3 separate regions of the Pan troglodytes genome follow, and all the other regions are linked to region 2. The links are chromatin contacts, called in public HiChIP or PLAC-seq maps. All regions are on one chromosome and are shown on one strand. Each heading gives the region's core, a stretch centred on a gene start, on an enhancer-like site or on the middle of the called end of the contact. The rest is flanking DNA. Distances are from core to core; before and after follow the strand shown.

What was found. HiChIP or PLAC-seq counts read pairs in DNA pulled down with a chosen protein or histone mark.
Region 1: an H3K4me3 HiChIP or PLAC-seq map of stem cell-derived excitatory neurons shows a contact between it and region 2, with 6 times the contacts expected there. The contact joins the promoter of GGCT here to the promoter of ZNRF2 in region 2. A contact is called at or near these places in 1 of 7 Hi-C or Micro-C datasets (stem cell-derived neural progenitor cells) and 1 of 1 datasets of contacts at active chromatin or transcription factors (stem cell-derived excitatory neurons).
Region 3: an H3K4me3 HiChIP or PLAC-seq map of stem cell-derived excitatory neurons shows a contact between it and region 2, with 9 times the contacts expected there. The contact joins the enhancer-like site here to the promoter of ZNRF2 in region 2. A contact is called at or near these places in 4 of 7 Hi-C or Micro-C datasets (blood, induced pluripotent stem cells and stem cell-derived neural progenitor cells), 1 of 1 datasets of contacts at active chromatin or transcription factors (stem cell-derived excitatory neurons) and 1 of 1 other capture datasets (stem cell-derived neural stem cells).

What each region holds. Positions count from the first base shown.
Region 1 is chr6:36,288,085-36,292,163 of NHGRI_mPanTro3-v2.0_pri, reverse strand. GGCT (gamma-glutamylcyclotransferase) reads left to right here and starts at 2,210. Exons shown (of 4, transcript XM_519024.8): 1 at 2,210-2,504. The coding sequence starts at 2,364.
Region 2 is chr6:36,076,801-36,081,436 of NHGRI_mPanTro3-v2.0_pri, reverse strand. It overlaps ZNRF2 (zinc and ring finger 2), which reads right to left and starts at 2,636. Exons shown (of 5, transcript XM_003318233.5): 1 at 1,424-2,636. The coding sequence starts at 1,874.
Region 3 is chr6:36,325,843-36,329,938 of NHGRI_mPanTro3-v2.0_pri, reverse strand. The region is part of intron 5 of LOC134810422 (a long non-coding RNA gene); the gene reads left to right. Among named protein-coding and RNA genes, the nearest start is that of GARS1, 36 kb to the left of the region's middle. Within about 2 kb of position 1,753, at least 9 of the 24 cell types and tissues checked have an H3K27ac peak or open chromatin away from gene starts, as enhancers often do. A contact at or near this core is called in stem cell-derived excitatory neurons, stem cell-derived neural progenitor cells and stem cell-derived neural stem cells, where this site is marked.

The DNA of each region.
Region 1 (4,079 bases), core at 961-3,460, 210 kb before region 2:
CCTTTAAGAGCCGTAACACTCACCGTGAGGGTCTGCAGCTTCACTCCTGAAGCCAGCGAGACCATGAACCCACAGGAAGGAACAACTCCAGACGGGAGGAACAAACAACTCTGGACGGGAGGAATGAACAACTCTGGGCGAGCCACCTTTATGAACTGTAACACTCACCATGAAGGTCTGCAGCTTCACTCCTGAAGTCAGCAAGACCACAAACCCACCAGAAGGAATGAACAACTCCAGATGCACCGCCTTTTAAGAGCCGTAACACTCACCTCGAGGGTCTGCAGCTTCACTCCTGAAGTCAGTGAGACCACAAACCCAGCAGAAGGAAGAAACTCCAGACACATCTGAACATCTGAAGGAACGAACTCTGGACACACCATCTTTAAGAACTGTAACACTCACCGCGAGGGTCAGTGGCTTCATTCTTTAAGTCAGTGAAACCAAGAACCCACAATTCCAGACACACCAGCACTTTGGGAGGCCGAGGCGGGCAGATCACGAGGTCAGGAGATCAAGACCATCCTGGCCAACATGGTGAAACCCCGTCTCTACTAAAAATACAAAAAATTAGCCAGGCATGGTGGCGGGTGCCTGTAGTCCCAGCTACTCAGGAAGCTGAGGCAGGAGAATGGTGTGAACCCGGCAGGCGGAGCTTGCAGTGAGCCGACATCACACCACTGCACTTCAGCCTGGGCGACAGAGTGAGACTCTGTCTCAAAAAAAATAAAATAAATAAATTGCAACCAGCAGTAATCCCCAGGGAGTAATTTGGCATCAAGTGAATATCCTGTTCCCTATCACCTTTTCACCAAATGATATCATTGATGATCCTGGCATGAATCAATTATAAAATTCCATTATTCATTTAGGATTACTTAGTTGGCATACTTTTGTAAAGAGAACTGTTTCCTCATCAACTGGTGCTCATCATCAGCTGTATTCCAGTTACCCCGAAATACAGCTGCTACTAGAATGGCGGAATACCTGTTTGTTTTCTTAAATTATCACTTTGCAGAGTAAAGTTGGTGTAATAGTCACCACCAATAGTGTGGCAAATGAAGTTAGTGTTTTTTTTTTTTTTTTTTGGATTACTCTTTGGGGGGAATGGCTTTTTTATGTTTAAAGTTTCCAATCATTTTTCAGTTTGCAGTCATTGTTATTTTTGATTCTCAAATTGTTCTAATTTTGGCCAGTGGGCAACTTCAGGCTGGTTCCCATGTCCTTTTAGAAGGACCTCGTTCGTCTTGAGAGGCGTCCTGAGCTTCTGACACAAGATGTTCCAAGTTGTCCTCATTCACTCCTAGCTCCTGACCTGGCATCAGTCATTTCTCGAAGGATCAGTTGATACCTTTTAGTGGGGGGTGGTATTTAGAGATTAATAACTGGGTGTCAAGGATAGACAATGCTCCTATGCCCTTATTTTCATTCAAAAGTTAACAATATAGGTTTTAAAAAATACACTCAGGATGTGTGTGTGTGTGGGAGGGGGGAACCAAAACACAATATAGGGGTTTCTACTGTGACCCTAACTTATATTATGATCCCGATTTTTAAAAAGAGGAAACGGAGACCAGAGGTGCCCAAAGTTACTTGGCTAGTAAATGGCAGCGTCGGGATTTAAGCCCAGGCATGTAACTTCCATGTAACAGGGAAGGGAGTCCCAAGCATTCAGAGGGGCCGCTCCAGGAGGCGACGGGTCTGTGGAAAGGGGACAGGTTGATGACCAGGGCTGGGGGTGCCGGAACCAGCAGAAAGGGTGAACGGACCCGTCCTGCCCGACTCCTCTAGGCCAGGAAGGCATGACCGGGCAAGCTGCCGGATGAGGGAGCCGTTGATGGAGTGGCCAGGGCCGCTGTTTCGCCTTAGATCTGACCAGAACTTCCTAAGGCGCAGAAAGTACCAAAGAACCACACACGCGCACCCCAGAGCGGAGAAACCAGTCACCCGCCACGACCTTCAGCCAGTGTCCATGGGACCCGACCCGCCTGTGAGGAGTGCCTGTCCACCCCTCAATCAGAGGAAGCCTTGAGCAAGGAGGGGCGGGACATCAGTAGGTCGTGTCCAATGAGGAGCCAGCGCCGGATTGCTTCAGGACAGACTATTTCTGAGTCTCGGCGGAAGGCGGAGAGAAGGCCGTGGGGATGGCCAATCAAAGGGGGCGACTCAGGTCGGTGGGGACCGGCAGCCAATCAGGAGAGCTCTCGCTCCTGACTCGACCGGCCCACGCTTCCCGCCAGTCCGGTAACCCTGAGGCTGCGGCGCGGCGGTCACTGCGCCGGGGTAGTGGGCCCCAGTGTTGCGCTCTCTGGCCGTTCGTTACAGCTCTGCTCCAGGCTCCAGTGCAGGGGGCGTAGTGGGATATGGCCAACTCGGGCTGCAAGGACGTCACGGGTCCAGATGAGGAGAGTTTTCTGTACTTTGCCTACGGCAGCAACCTGCTGACAGAGAGGATCCACCTCCGAAACCCCTCGGCGGCGTTCTTCTGTGTGGCCCGCCTGCAGGTGAGTGCCCCCGCCCGCGCTACCCACGCCGGGGCCGGGATGCCCAGAAGGCGCTTCCTCGGGGGCACACGTGGCCGATCGGGCCAGGAATGCAGTTCTTCTTGATGAGGGTACTAGGACGCGGCTTCCGCCTCCTGGGTGGGTCCACCTCCTCCGCTGCGCCCACTGCCCGGCCCTGCCCCGGCCACGGTGCCCTCTCGGGCTGCCTGGAGCTTTCCCCCTCCTGGCCTTTGCACCGGCTGCTCGGTCTGCACCGATTTGGCCTCTCGTCCACTAACTTAACAGATTGCATACAGTTGGTACTTCTGGGGAGTCTTCTCTGACCCGAGTCTGGGAATTGGTTGCCTTCTGTTCTGTACATACCTTTGTTACAGCACTTCTCACCTGGCATTGTGAAAATCCGTTTACCTGCCTTTCGCTCCTCATCTGAGAGGTCCTGAAAGCTGGGACCATGTCTTATTTGTAATAATGCTGTGTTCAGTTAGGTCAAGGGGCTGGATGAACTATAACCAGTGTTGGTAAATTATTGCTCTTCAGCCCAGTCCATTCATTCATTTAGTACATATTCTTCCGGCACGTAACACTAAGGGTATAAACATGATTGAGTAAAGTGACTGTTTTGAGGAACTCTCAGTCTGTAGGACAGAGGTACAATAGATTATGTTCAAAACCTTTTTGACAGCGTCGAATGAGACAAACATGATCTCTGCTAACATCGTCAGAGTTCTTAGTTGCAAGCAACAGAAACTGGCTGATTTAAGCAGAAAAAAAAAAAAAAAAAAAAAAAAAGAATGTGTTGAAAGGCTATTGGAGAGCTCACAGAATGACCAGGAAGGCAGGAGTACAAAGCTGACAAAACGGACAAGCATAAAGGGAGGCACAGCAACTGTAATGCAGTGGGCATCACACAACAGAACCAGCCCACGGAGCCTCTTCCGCGCCACTGCTGAACTTGGTAAACGTGGATGCTGTATTGTCCACCACCACCACCCCGTGCCCTGGACACTGCCTGCCTCTGTACATCCCTGCAGTTCCTGAAACCCAAATGTGTCAGCCTCTCTGGAGTCCCTGCTGTCTTGGGCACTAGCTTCTAATTGAAAGCCCCAGAATGTCCTGATTGGCTAAGTTTTGGCCACGTACCCATGCCATGATTTTAAGCAAAACTGAGAGAACCAGCTTCTGGCCTTTGAAGCCTCAAAAATGGGAGTCAGGCTCTGATACTCCCTATTCCCAAACTCGTAAGGTAGGGAATTTCCCAACTGTAGGAAGGGAGTCCAAATGCTTACAGTCAGGGCAAGGGGAAGAGATATTAAACAAGGGATTATTCAGTTACAGGTATATGGTCCATCTTAAAAAGGAGGCATGCAAAGTGCAATGGGGCGTATGACCAGGGTACCTGACCTAACCAGGATGCTCAGGAAAGCCCTGCCTGAAAATGTGACTTTTAAGTTGAGACCTGAATGATTGTAGAGGTGGGGAGCACACAAAACAGGGAACAGCATCTTCTGCAAAGGACCTGAAGAAAGAGGAAGCTGGATCTTTCAGTCAGCGTGGCTGGAGTTTAGTAAGGGGAAT
Region 2 (4,636 bases), core at 1,387-3,886:
ATATTCTTCAGTGCGGACTACAGCAACTTCAACTGTTAGGTTAGTTGTGATCAAATCACTTTAAGGACACCAGTAGAGTTCTTTTACTCAAAAGCAAATGACTTTTAAAAATAGCCCAATTTTAAGAGGGATGAATATTTTTAAGAAGCAAAAATTACTTTAAAACAAGGTAGCTAATTAAAAGTCAAGCGTCGTTCCATATTGAATTTGCAAAGCGTTACTAAAAAATGGGAAAAATGAAACGACATTCCTGTTTTTAATTTATGCTGGCGTGTGTGCTGATAGTACAGAACATCAGAACAGATACATTACTACGTATTCCACTTTACTAAGTCTCCAAAGTTCCTACGTTTACAAATATATAAGTAAAAGCGGCACAAAAATGTAGGGGATGGTGTTTTCGCTGCTCATCTGTGCTCAGTTGCTAATTTTTCTAATACCAGATACATAATGCGATGAAATGGGAATGCATTATCTTCTATACTTCTATTTATTTTCATAAAGGGGAGAGGGGAGGTGGTCTTGATTCATTTACTATTAGCGTTTTGCAATAAAGTAGATCAGCATAAAACATAACTGAAGAAGTAGGATTCATTTTCCCCAGGACAACGCACACTTCCTCCTGTTTCTGTAGTAAAGCACATCACTTTGCTATTAAAAATGTCCATTTTTCACAACTGACTTTTCCTTAACTCTAGTCAACACTGCTCTTCAAAAGAACCTAGCCAATTATTGTACCTTGAAGACAGATGTGCAAAATTTTTACTTCCTTAGGAAACTTTTCCATTTTTTAAATGCTTTCCAAATTAAGCAGGACTCACATTAACTGTGATCTTAAGTAGCAGTTTAGTGAGGTTTAAAAACAAACTTTTCATTAACGCATTCATCCAATTAAAATGACATAGTAACTGGGACTACTGACACAGATTTCAGGATTACAGCTTTATACTAAAAGTCGGTCCAAACATGGTAACTCAGTGTTCATTTGAGACGCTTTGACTTTTGGCCTTTAAAAACTGTTCCCCACTCGAGTCCCCAGATAGAACTACATTTAGCAACGGGTCTCCTCCTGACTTCCTGGTACTAAAAACCACAACCACAAGGGCTGTTTCGTCGGTTTGTTGTAAAACAACATTTGCTCCAGTCATCTCACTGGAAAATAGACTTTCTCTACTGGGCAGCCGCTGAGGTGAGGGTGCTCAGGACGTTTAAAAACAAAACCACGCGTCTATGCGGTAGCGGCACCGACGGTGTTAAGCGCCGGGTTTCTTCCCAGGATGGAGACCGACGCGGGATGGTCCGGGAGGCAGCCCCCGGCGCCCCGGCAGAAGGAGAAAAGGAGAAGGGTAAAAATAGCCGGCGGCCACGGCCCACGTGCAGCCGCGGGAGGACCGAGCGCGGGCGCGTGGAGAGGGGTCCGTACCTCCAAACATGTGCGGCGAGAGGTGAGCTGGTAAGGAGCCGATCACCAGGCGCGGCCCGCCGGGGCTCCCGCCCACCGGCCGGTCCCGGCCGCCGCCGCCGTCCTCAGGGCTGCTGTGCACCGAGTCCTGCGAGCCGTACGGGCCGCTGCTGCTGTTCGGGATGCTGAAGGGGGACTGTGCCGCGCGGGCCCCCGACGCCACGCTCCCCACGGCCCCGCCGAGGGAGCGGCTGCGCGGGGCCGCCGGGGCCGCCGCGGCGCCGCCGGAGGCGCTGGGCTGGTGCGCGCTGGGCACCTGAGCCGGGAACCTCCCCGCGGCGGCGGCCCGAGCGCCCCCGCCGCCGCCCGCGGTCCCATTGGCGCCTCCGCTGCTACTGGAAGGCAGATCCGAGCCCGAGTACGCGCGCGTGCGGCCGTTAGCGGCGGCCGGGCCGCTCTGCTTGGCGCCCATGTCCGCCCTGCCCCGGGCCGGGCCCGCGCGCTGCGCCCCGAGAGCCGGGAGGGCGGGAGCGAGCGCGGGAGCTAGAGGGCAGGGCCCAGGCGCCGCGGCCGGCCCAGAGAGGCCCCCGCACGTCCAGGGCCGCCGCCCGGCGTCCAGAGGGGCAGTCGGCGCCCGGCGCGCTCTTCTTGGGGCGGCGGGCGAGGCCGACGGCCTGACGCGGACGCGGGAGACGAGGAGACGCGGAGAGGAAGGGGTCCCGGCTGCAGGCACCCCTCGCTGGCTCCAGCAGGAAGGGGCGGCTCAAGTGGCCGTGCGGCTGCCGCTGGTTTCGGTTCTGGTGCGCCACGACGGGCCGCTACCGCTCTCTGCTGCCGCGCTCGGCGCCCCCGATCTCGGCACCGCCTCCTCTCGGGCGGCCGCTGCTACCGCCGCCATCCTCCGGCTCCCACGGCGGCTGGCGGCTGAGTGGGAGGCGCCCGCCCAGACTCCGCCGGGGCCACCTTCCCTCCTCCCCCAGCCACCCAGCTGTTATTAACGGAGAAAGAGGAAAAACGGGTGGCGCGCGAGGGGAGGACGAAGAATGGGAGGGAGAGGTGGCGCGCGCTTCCCGGCAACCGTCGCCTCGCTCCCCCTGCGAAGGAGGGGCCGGGCTGGCGGGAGGATCTGGGCCGCGAAGGCGGGGGGTGCCCAGGAGGGGAGGAGGTTCCCCGGCCCTCGCGCCGGAAGGCCGCGGAGCGGCTCGGCTGCAGGGTGCGCCCGGCCCGTGTGTTTGGGTCGCGCGCGTTGACCCCGCCCCCTCGTGCCGCCAGGCCGATTGGCTCCCGCCGGCCTTGCTCCGCCTCCCCCTTCCGCGACCTGCCCGCCCCTGCTCCGCCTCGCCAAGGTACTGCGGTGTGGTAGGTGCTGCCACTCGTGGACTCGGTGATGGACAGGTCTCTGGCCACGCCCTCCCAGCCAGGGCGCGCCCTTGTCTTCCTCGCGGGGCCTACGCCGATAGGAGGAACGGACACCGGGCGCCAACCAGAAGGCGGCCCCTCCTCCCGCACGTGGCCCGCCGACGCTGTAGGAGCCTGTGTCAGCTGCAGCTTTTCCTGGCAGGGGGCGTGAATGGCTGTGTCCTCTGCCCAGAGCCGTTTGGTTTCGGTGGGTGTTGGTGTTACACACTGATTTAAAAAAAACAGAAGCTCAAAAGCCAGCTTGATCTCAGACTTACTCATGAAACACCAACCTGGGAGGAAGCGCAGAGTTGGAAGAACTCGGGATAATCCAGGTTGACCCTCTGTGGTAGGGCAAATACTGTGGTGCCAGGAACGCTGCACCTGACTCACAAAAACTAGAATCTAGGCCCAACACCAAACTAAATTATCTGTAGTGAGCAAATTATTTTACTTTTTTGGACTTTAGGTTTATTTTTGTTTTTGTTTTTGAGACGGAGTCTCGCTCAGTCACCCAGGCTGGAGTGCAATGGTGTGATCTCGGCTCACTGCAACCTCCGCCTCCCGAGTTCGAGCGATTCTCCTGCCTCATCCTCCAGAGTAGCTGGGATTACAGGCACGTGCCACCACGCCTGGCTAATTTTTGTATTTTTAGTAGAGACGGTCTTTCACCATGTTGGCCAGGCTAGTCTTGAACTCCTGTCCTCAAGTGATCCACCTGCCTCGGCCTTCCAAAGTGCTGGGATTACAGGCGTGAGCTACCGCACCAGGCCGACTTTAGGTTTCTTACCTGAACTGTTTGTGTTAAATCCTAGGGCACCTGCCTCTTTAAAATCCTATAACTTCTCTAAAATGTAATAAAATTCTCCTCAGTGCCTTCCTCAGTGTCGGTGTGGTCTCTTCACGGCAGAGCAGGGTCTGGATACCCAGGGAACAGCCTGCTCTGAGACTCCCATTATGAAAATGTCTAGTCTCTACTTGAAAATAATAGCAAGTGGTGTTTTATAAAACTGCAGAAATACTTTGTCATCTTTTCACTATTTGCAATAAGTCATTTATATAATGATTTTCATCACTCTTAGGGTATGGGAATCAAGTTTTTAAACAAATGGAGAATATATGTATACATATAAAGACATGTATTGTGTATCTATGTACACAAACACACATATATACATGGAAAAACAAAGGTACTCAGTGCTTTATATGCAGTATCATGTTAAGATATGGTCATCATTTTGGTTAAGTGCCCTCTCCTTATAGATGTTTCCTGCCACCTCCTCCCCCATCCCAGCATCACAGACTGACTTCAGTGTTCCCACTCAGTGCTATACAATACCTCCTTCATAGCTCTGATCATGTTATTATTATTATTAGATATCTTGCTTGTCACTACACAATTGGCTCCATGATAAACTTCATGTCTGTACCTCCAGTGTTTAACACAGTGTCTGGTCTTGCGATGGTACAATAAATGTTTTGTGAATGAATGAATGAATGAGTGAGTGAATACATATATCCTCACCAGTTGTACTAAAACGATTCTTTCTTGAATGTCACTCATTAACTTATCATGTTCTTATTCTCCTTGACATTTCGCTTGTGGTGGGTGCCCTTTCCACCTCCTCTCTGGTGAGCCTTGTTTCTTTCCCCACGAAGGTTCTGGAGATAAAATGCTGGCCTTCTATGTTCTTTCCTTGGCCCTCTTTCCTCTCTCCTCACCCCTCTCATCTCTCTCCAGTCACCAGCATGAAGCTGTCAATGTGTGTTATTGTCAACCAAACAGTTCTAACTTCGTTGAAAATGTGTCGCTTATTTATTTATTTATTTATTTGA
Region 3 (4,096 bases), core at 504-3,003, 250 kb before region 2:
CCCTGTCCATGAAAGCCAAGGGAATGATGGAAGATACTATGAGAAAAAGTGAAGAGAGGAAAGAGAAGAGGTCCATGGAAGGAGACCTGGGAGAATCCAACCTTCGATTAGATCAGGAAGAGGAGAAGGATCCAGTAAAAAACTCTGAGAAGTCTCTGGGAAGGAAGTCTTCCTTCCTTCCCCTGTACCAGGAGAGGTGCTATCCTAGAAATTAGTAAAGAAACAGTTTTTGATGGGGAGAGCAGGATCACCTTTGTCAACTGCTGCTGCGAGACTTGGAAAAATAAGGACTGGGAAGAGAGCAATAGAAACTTTGAAAGCCATTGGTTATCTTGACAAGAGTTGTTTCTGTGGGGGTGGTGAGAACTGGAGCCTGATTGGATGGGTTCAAGAGAGAATGGGGAGTTCTAGCCAAGAAGGCTGATGAGGATGAGTCAAATTAAAAATGTTTTCTTTTTATGAGTCCTCTCATATTTACTGATACAACTGATATATTTGGTCTCCATTCTGCCACATTACTTTATATTGATCATGTACTGTATCTGCTATGTTTCCCCATGCAATGTTATTTTTTTACTTTAAAAATTGTATTTATAAAGGTTTGTAATTTTATTCCAGTGGTTATTTTATATGTACACTTTTTTAAATGCTTTTAATTTTTTTTTTTTAAGACAGGGTCTTGCTCTTTGCCCAGGCTGGAGTATAATGGCATGATCCTGGCTCATCAAAGCCTTGGCCTCCTGGGCTCAGTAAGTCCTCCCACCTCAGCCACCTGAGTAGCTGGGACTACAGGCATGTGCCACCACAACAAACTAATTTTTTTGTATTTTTTGTAGAAATGGTGTCTCCCTGTGTTGCCCAGGCTGGTCTCAGTCAGGCGATCCAGCGCACAAGCAATCCTCTCACCTCAGCCTCCCTTGGCTCTTACTCTTATTTTCGTGTTTAAGCTTTTACTATCTGGTTTATAAATACTATAGTATTCTTCATCTCCCATCCATTGCTCATACAACAATCTAGGGGCATATTCCGTTTTTCTCTTTCTATTTCCCTTGTCCCATTTTTGAGTTGCACTATTTCCTTATCATCTCTTATCAGCTGAAGCTCATTCTCTAGTATACCGTCAGAAAACTTTTTATTTTTTGCAAGGGGCCAGATAGTAAATATGTTCAGTTTTGCAGGCATGCAATCTCTGCCACAGCTCTACCATTGTAGAGTATAAGCAGCCATAGACAATATGTAAACAAATGGGTATGGCTGTCTTCCCATAAAACTTTATTTGCAAAAACAGGTGGTGGGCCAGATTTGGCCTATAGGCTAAAGCCCTATCTTAGAGTAGCAGCAGATAAGGAGACAGAAAAACTGTACAGGAGGTGAGAGAAAACTGGCAGGAGAGCTAGGGGGATATTGACGAAAGAGGAGCCCTTTAAATCTTCCAGGGGTAGAAAAAATGAAATTCTTTGATGTTACTCAATAGTTTACCTGCTCGGAAGGAGGAAAGGTGTCTCTTCCATCTCAGGGTTGGCTCGGCATCCATCCTGCTGGATTCTGCAGATCCTGCTGGCCAGATGCCACAGTGTGGTCAGCTGAAAGTGATTTGCTCATCCTGAAAACAGCAGGTATAGAAAGCGCTCTTTCAGCGCCATGGCAACCAGATCGTGTTTTTCTAAAAAAGGATCAGATCAGCGGGTGTGTCCCTCCAGGCATTGATCCATTAATATGCACTGAGCTCATTTCAGAGCCAGGCCCTGGGCTGAGTGCTTGGAATACAAAGATGCAAAAGGCTAAGTCCTTGTTTTTAAGGAGCTCATAGACTGGAGGAGGAGGCAGACGTGCACAGTAAACAGTGTAATCACACGTCATCAAAGGAAGGGACACACAAAGGGCTGGGGAGCATCTCCTCCTCTTTGGGAGAAACTGACCTGGAGACCTAAGGTTGAGCTGACAAACTGGGATGGGTCAAGGAAAATGGAGAAGCTTGAGAGCTGTGGCAGCTCCGTGAAATGGCAAGTATGGCCAGAGGATGGCATCTCCAGGGTGCCGGAGATGGCCATGGAGAGGCACTGAGGCCAGGCCATGCCGGGCCTCTGCTGCCTCTGCTGTCACCAAGGTCAACCACAACCTAGTGCCCAAGCCAGTGGCATTTTCCAGCCTACTTTTACTGATCCCTTCTTTTAGAAAATGCTCCCTTGACAGTCTGATTTTCATGGTATCATGATCCGCTATCTCTGATGTGTCCTCTGTACATCCAGCTGCTCTTTCTCACTCTCTTATTTGTGCTCTCACTTCCTTAAATTTTAACCTTCTTCTCGTGCTGCACTTTCTCCAGGTATATGAGAAACCTCTCCATTTTTCACTTTCATTTGCATTGCTCTTTGCCTGTTGGCCTCAATTTCTCCTACCACAAGATGAGCCCCTCTACGTATCTAAGAATGTGGCCTCAAGAACCCCAGTGTGGCAATCCCAGTGAAAAGCCTTTTCCCAGTACTCATCTCTCCATCCTGGGGAAGGCATGGGATTGCTTTTGGTTGGTTGTGTACCTACCCTGGGACACAGCACTATTATCAGAGTGATGGGCCAATACAATATATGGTGAGGGAAATGAGGTTCCATGATTGGCCCCATCAGTCACAAGGATGGAAAGGCAGTTTCCTAAGACAGATGTATCAGGCAGGAGAGAGGAGCTATACAATGTCAACAGGGAAAGTGTAATATAAATAATCATGAACTAATAATAGAGGGTTAGCCACTAAGGGATAAAAAGAAGTCTAAAGGTTACAGAAACAGGTGAATGGATAAACAAAATGAAATGTTATTCTGCCATAAAATGGAATGAAATTCTGATACATGCTACCCCATGGATAAACCTTGAAGACATTATGCAAAATGAAATAAGCCAGACTCAAAAGGGCAAATATTATATGGTGCCACTTATACAATGTACCATGAATAGTCAATCCATAAAGACAGAAAGTAGAATGGAGGTTTTCAGGAGCTGGAGGAAGGGGAGAATGGGAAGTTATTGTTTAATGGGTGATACGGTTTGGCTCTGGGTCCCCACCCAAATCTCATCTCAAATTGTAATCCCAAGTCAAGGGAGGGACCTGGTGGGAGATGATTGGATCATGGAGGTTATTCTTGTGATAGTGAGTGAGTTCTCATGAGATTTGATGGTTTAAAAGTATGTGGCTCCCTTCTGTTTCTCTTTTTCTCTCTCTCCTGCCACTTTGTGAAGAGATCTGCCTTGCTTACCTTCACCTTCCACCATGAGAGTGTTTCCCAAGGCCTCCCCAGGCACACAGAACTGTGAATCAATCAAACCTCTTTTCTTCATAAATTACCCAGTCTCAGGTAGTATCTTTATAGCAGTGTGAGAACAGACTATTACAATGGGTATAGAGTTTCACCTTGGATTGATAGAAAAGTTTTGGAAATAGATAGTGGTGATGGCTGCAAAGCATTGTGAATGTATCTAATGTCACTGAATTGTACACTTAAAAATGGTTAAAATGATAAATGTTATATATGTTTTACCACACACACAAAAAAATGCAGGCCAGCCTGGCCAGCAGGGTTTAACCCTGTCTCTACTAAAAATACAAAAATGAGCTGGGTGTGGTGGCACATGCCTGTGATCCCAGCTACTCTGGAGGCTGAGGCAGGAAAATCTCTTGAACCTGAGAGGTGGAGGTTGGAGTGAGCCGAGATCGTGCCACTGCACCCCAGCCTGGGCAATAGAGTGAGATTCCATCTCAAAAACAACAAACAAACAAAGAAAAAACAGGAATCGTGGATATAGGGGCAGGCACTAGCTCTAGGGCTGAAGCAGAGAACCCAAGGAAGGAACCAACTTGGAAAAAGGTCTCCCCAGGAATGAGACTCAGATGCCGTTGGAGATGGTGTGGCTAGAGCCCGCAGGATGGCAGAGAAGTTTGTTGTAGTGCTTGAGGCCGGGCTGGCATGCAAGAAACCCGTGCACCGGTGGGGGCAGCGGGGTGGGGGCTGACAACACTCACTGAAAAGCTGCCCTCTGAGGTGCAGGCACTCACTAGGACTTCACCCGTGGTATGTTACTGAAACTCAGGGGAGCCAACTGCTG